2 separate regions of the Danio rerio genome follow, and region 2 is linked to region 1. Evidence: chromatin contacts called from public HiChIP or PLAC-seq data. All regions are on one chromosome and are shown on one strand. The core of a region is the stretch at or near the end of the contact, and the rest is flanking DNA. Distances in the headings are between cores, read along the strand shown. Region 1 holds the start of LOC141379114. Region 2 holds the start of sox4a (SRY-box transcription factor 4a).

Evidence for each region. HiChIP or PLAC-seq counts read pairs in DNA pulled down with a chosen protein or histone mark.
Region 2: an H3K4me3 HiChIP or PLAC-seq map of embryo shows a contact between it and region 1, with 2.1 times the contacts expected there. The contact joins the promoter of sox4a here to the promoter of LOC141379114 in region 1.

What each region holds. Positions count from the first base shown.
Region 1 is chr19:31,066,578-31,069,550 of GRCz12tu, reverse strand. LOC141379114 reads left to right here and starts at 1,272. Exons shown (of 8, transcript XM_073931783.1): 1 at 1,272-1,328; 2 at 2,056-2,376; 3 at 2,462-2,634; 4 at 2,879-2,973.
Region 2 is chr19:31,210,058-31,213,139 of GRCz12tu, reverse strand. It overlaps sox4a (SRY-box transcription factor 4a), which reads left to right and starts at 1,792. Exons shown (of 1, transcript NM_213122.2): 1 at 1,792-3,082. The coding sequence starts at 2,193.

The DNA.
Region 1 (2,973 bases), core at 23-2,522:
AAAAAAAAATCTACGATCCTGCAGGGATTGATTGTCTATAGCCTGTTGTACAGTAAATCAGATTTAATGTGCATTTGGGAAAGTAAAATGCACATACCATTTTGCCAAACTTGTAATGTGAAGTGCTTATAACCAGCTGTTGTCAACATACTATATATTTTAATGGCTTCCCGTGGCTTTCCTCCAAAATAAAAGCTTGATGGTTTAGCAGTTGAAAATGAACCATTCGGACAGCTGTAAATGTTAGACATTTTACACTGTTCTGTTTTTACACTTGTACTTATAAATATTTATTCTTCCAGTTAAGTCTTATTTGCATTTGAGTGTAATATGCATACATGCTTGTGCTAGTAATTTTTTAAACCCAAGGGCAAGAAACTAAATTCAAATGAATCATGAAAATTTTTCATCTGCGCAAACAGTGCTGGCATGAGGTCCTTTTCTGATCCAGTTCTCCTGGCTTTTCTTCAACAATTTTTCTTATATTAAATTTCCTTCTATTTTTCAGTCTGAGATCTAGATTATTGTTAATAAATAAATAAAATAAATGAATTAATAAACTAACTACCTAAATAAATAAATACAAATATTAACTCAAGATTTCCCCTTATTTGTTTTATTTTATTTTATTTACATTTTTATTTATTTATTTATTTATTTATTTATTTATTTATTTATTTATTTATTTTATTTGATATTTGATTTTATTTTATATTTTATTTTATTCTATTCTATTTACATTTATTATTTAAATGTATTATTTTATTTGTTAGTTTATTTATTTATTTATTTAATTTTATTATTTTATTAATGTCTTTTTAATTTTTTTAAATTTTCTTTTAATTCATTATTTTAATAAACTATTTTATTTTATTTCATTATTTGATTTTATTATTTAGTTACATTTTTATTTTATTTCATTAATTAATTTAATTTAATTTAATTTTATAGTACACTCTTAAAAATGATGTGTTAAAAATTTACACAAAATATGTGTTAAACAGTTCGTAACACATTTTGTGTTACTGCAGACACATTGTGTGTTAATATTGTGCTTAAGTGTTTACACAATGACTGTGTTAAACACATTTAAACAGTATGTTGGAATAAAATGCATTTTTGTCTGGAGTCAAATGGCACTGTGTTATGTGTTTATGTAGTTTATTTATCATAATGGTAATATAAAATAAGCATTTGTGAAAATGTGGCTGAAAATTCTGTATTTCGGGATTTATGCTGTGTATTTGTGCACGCGCATGCGCAGTGACGTTCTTTTTCAACCGTCGCTCTCCGGGAGCTCTGTCGGATAATGCACCTCTCTGCCTCAGGTGAGTGAAATTAATTAAAATTCGGCTACGATAGTAAATATTTCTTCCACTCTGCGTGAGAATGTTTTGTGTTAGTTGTCCAGGAAGTTATTTTTGTTACTTTTATTATGTCTCCATGTTTCATACTCCAAATACACGGGTGACTTGGCAACTCGGTCATGTACCATTAACTTTAGCCGCCTAAGCTAACGCATCTGGCGCGTCTATTGCAAAGCTGCTATGGCACTCGGCAGAATTGTTAATAATAAGTTACATATTTAAGGTGAAAGACTGACCCTAAATATGTATTGCATTTTGGTATGAGAGTTGCCGTCACTTTAAAATCTCCGGCTTCGCGTCACTTTAAAGCCTCCGCATCACTGACACTGGAGGTAAATTAACGATACCGGACACAATTTATACATTAACGTTTTAATCATAATGTTATTTGATATAAAACATAAGATGCCGCTTTGCGGCAGGAATTTGAACAAGAATGCCTTTCCATATCATTAGTTTGGCGCTTTGTACAGACACCAAATGGCGCCGCTGTGTGAGCAAATTCATAAACAATATCTAACGTTAAAATATGAAGATCTTTATTGTAATCAACATTGCGCGCCATTTTGTGCTAACCGACTAGTCATATACTATTTAAAATCTGCTTTTTATTGTCATACTCATTGTTACATGTGTTTGTTTTCTCATTGTGCTTGTATATACATGGATTTCTCTCTCTTTTACTTAGATGATGGAAGTCGAGGAGCAAATTACAGTCACTTTAACAGTTTTACACCGAGTTCTTGCAACTGTCTTCATAGACGAAAAGGAAATATGGAGAAAACTATTCACAGTTGGCAGTGTTGGAGATCTGATAGCCTCAGTCAAACCTGAACTGTCTCAACAACTATCTCTTGATCGAATATTGAAATTTGACACAGATTTTCAAGAGTTCATTGACACTGATGTAAATGCAGGAGTACAGGAGCTTGACAAATTTCAAATGTATTAACGTTATATTGCAAGCAACACCCCGGACTCATTAGAAAGAAGTGTGCACTTATTACAGGTAAAACATTAATATCTTTCTCCCTTTATATTACTATAGATAAAAGTGAACATTTCAATAAATAAAATGTTTTTGGCATTTCTAGTGTCCTTTAACAGATTCAATTCAGACTGGCACCACAACTAGTTTGCTGACGCTGCTTGAAGAAAAAGCCCCTACAATCCTGAGAGAACATGAAGAGACTAAGACGCTGTCGATTTCCTCAAGAAAGATTCTTGTTAAAGTTGCTGTCAGTGACCTTGTAGAGAAACATGGATTGTGAGTATGGTTTGTTTATTCCACGTAAGGTGTATTTCTTTGCAAATTAATTAAATTACATTTATTTAAATAAGTTATATATTAAAATAAATTCTACATTTAAAAAAATGTTTTAAATAAATACATTTAACAATCAGTTTATCCCAATCAATTCTAAAGTACCACTGTTTAGTCAGTTTTTTATGTTTGTGAAGGAGCAATTTGTGCAACTGTATTTTTATTTTTTATTTTTTATTTTTTTTAGCTATCCATCTGGTACAGAAAAGCTGGCTCTAGCAAAAGAGATTGTGTCATTGTTCCCCTTGTTAAGGATTCAGGTGCCCTTTGGGGAAAATGAGG
Region 2 (3,082 bases), core at 543-3,042, 140 kb before region 1:
AAACAAACAAAAAAAACAAAAAAAAAAAAACAATCAGACTTACTGTGAAAATTTCCCTGTTCTGTTAAACATCATTTGGGAAATATTTAAAAAGGAAAAAATAAAAAGGGGGCTAATAATTCTGTCTATACAGTATATATACAAAATATATAAATAATATCCGTATAAGATACAAATAGATACGTTTTAATAAAATAAACTTATATTTAAAAAAAATTCTTTTCAATAGTCTAAATCATCCCCCAAACTGACTAAAATTGAGCAATTAACATAAAGAACCTGCTTTGATTGTCTGGATTATAGGCAAATAGAAGCAAATGTTAACATTGTGAGACAGACACCTAATTTTACAGATGTGGCAAGAACAGGCAACAGCTCCAACCTTTGACTCACCTGGAGAAAATAATGGTCGTGTGGCCTGGTGTGTTCCTGAGGTGTAACTGCTAAAGTAAATAATCGTAAGTGTAGCAGGCTGGCCATCTGTCCCTGTGATGAGACACGATAAGGTAAGCTCATGTGCATTCTCTCCCAGCACACCTGTTTAAACAGTCAAAGGTGTTTGATTACTGTATTCAAAATCATACGGCCACATAATCGCCTCAGCAAATGTCACGCACTCGGTGCACTTTTAGTGTGGTAAATGGTTAACAATTCTTTAAAACTCTGAATAGTTCAGCTATGAGGTCATTAAACTATTGATTTCAGTTATATTGACTGAAGGTTTAGGAAATGACTGTCTGCTTAGAGGAGATAGTGAAGATGCATGGCTTTATCTCACAATAATGTGAGAATGGACTGCTTTTGTTGTTATTTTCTATTCATGATAGATGACTTGATTACGTAATGCATATTCAGATCTGTTTTTATCAAGTTAAACAGTTATTCGAGGCAGACACTTTCAGTGTGGAACAACAACTGATGCTTTGAGCTCGACTTTGGCTCTACTGCGCCATCTAGAGGCATAAACGAGAGCCGTTTTGAACAGTCATGATGCCAAATGCTGTTTCCTCATCTCTTTCATTTGACTGTCTGCTGTGTGAGAGCATTCAGAAATCAGCTTCATTCTAGGAGCTAGAAATACACAGTTTGGAAGGATGTGCTACTCTAAATCGGCTGTTTAAGAAACGTACACTGCTGGAAACCTATGTATTATTTTGTATTATTTGCAACCAGTGCGCGTGACACTAACATAAACAAGAACATGCTGCCTTTGAATGAAGAAGCGCGTGGCATGTGCGCGCACTGTCTGTCTCTGTGTGTAAATAAATAAAACGCGCGGCTTTGTGAATATTACTTTGTAAGACATTGTGTGTTTTAAAAACTACAATTTATTAATTTTGCAACGTAATATTGTAAATGCCTAGTATTTTAAGCCTCTCTGTGATTTTTGTTACATCAGCAGTGAGACTAAGTAAACACTTGATTGTGAAAAGCCGAGTTTAATAACACTGTTTTAATCACTCACAATCAAACATCAGAATTGCTTATCCGAACTTAGACACCCTTGCCAAATTCAGCGTGCGATCTAGGAAAGGGGGGCCGCATAATGTGCCTTTAAAACTAAGTTTGCAGTGTAGATGGAATGAGGTCAGACAGAAAGCTTCTCATTGCACGCGCCGATTATTATTAGATACTATATTCAGCCAATGGAAAGCGACGGGGCGCGGCTTTGGCTGAGGATAGGCTAGTGACAGCAGCTGATTGGCTGGATTCTCTTTCCTTTATACCTTCGGAAGAGAATAAATCCTTGTGAGGCGGTTTAGCAGAAGTATTGAAAGTTGTGAAGGGTGATCGGAAGCTCAGAGCATGAAAAAGTGCAGTCGTCTAAACCTACCGCATGGTCATACGACAAACTATGCTGAAGACACTTGTCCGTTTCCATTAAACGGCTTCAGATACTTTGCGTCCAGAGCGCACTCTGGGTTCGTTTTCAGTCGAACCGGCAGTTGAACGACAGACTGTTGATTTTGACGAGATTGCCAGGATTGACAGAGCTCCTGACTGGGATATGCGCTTTGCGGATGGCGCGCTGAACCAAAAGACAGCAGAAGCAGCAACTTTGTTTCCACATTGACCAAAGCATATTTTATACAAGAGTGAAGAAGAAAGACTCTTAGCGCTTTCAACGCGTCTAGCGCTGCAGCACGTGTAGGATTTTTGTGCGCAATTAAAAGTTGAGACTGTTGTAGTGCATGGGCACAGACCTGGCTATGGTGGAGCAGACGCACACCAGCAGCAGCAGCAGTAGCGACGTGCTCCCCGGCGACTCCATTGATTCTGGGGAGATGGACTTAGACATGGACGCCTCTCCGACTCCAGGCTCTCCAAATTCAGCCGGTGATAAAATGGACATTGCCTGGTGCAAAACCCCATCGGGACACATCAAGAGGCCAATGAACGCATTCATGGTCTGGTCGCAGATTGAGAGGCGCAAGATTATGGAGCAGTCGCCGGACATGCACAACGCGGAGATCTCCAAGAGACTCGGCAAGCGCTGGAAACTTTTAAAAGACAGCGACAAGATCCCCTTCATCCGCGAGGCCGAGCGCCTGCGGCTCAAGCACATGGCAGACTATCCAGACTACAAATATCGACCTCGGAAGAAGGTGAAGTCATCCAGCGGAAAGACTGGAGAGAAGGCGGAGCGCGTGAGCGCTAGCCCCGGCGCCAAGTCTGCATCCAAAAAGAGCTCGAAAACTCTCAGCAGGACGCACAGAAAGTCCACAACGCTCGAGCTGACCTCACACTCCGTCCCTGCAGACCACCACGCACTCTACAAATCCAGGTCCGTGTCCGCCGCCAAACAAATCCCAGAGAAACCAGCAAAGCGCGGGCATGTGTACGGGGGATGCAGCACAGACAGCAGCCCGCCCTCTGTCGCGGTGCCGGCCAGTCCCACCCTGAGCAGCTCGGCGGAATCCAGCGACCCGCTGAGCTTGTACGAGGACGGGCTCGCGAGCGGAAAGGAAGACGCGGAGCCTGCCGCGCGCTTCAAGTACACCCGCGCGCCGTCTCCGACGCCCTCCGCCTCGCACTCGTACTCCTCGCAGTCATCCTCCTCGGATGAGGAGTTCGAGGACGA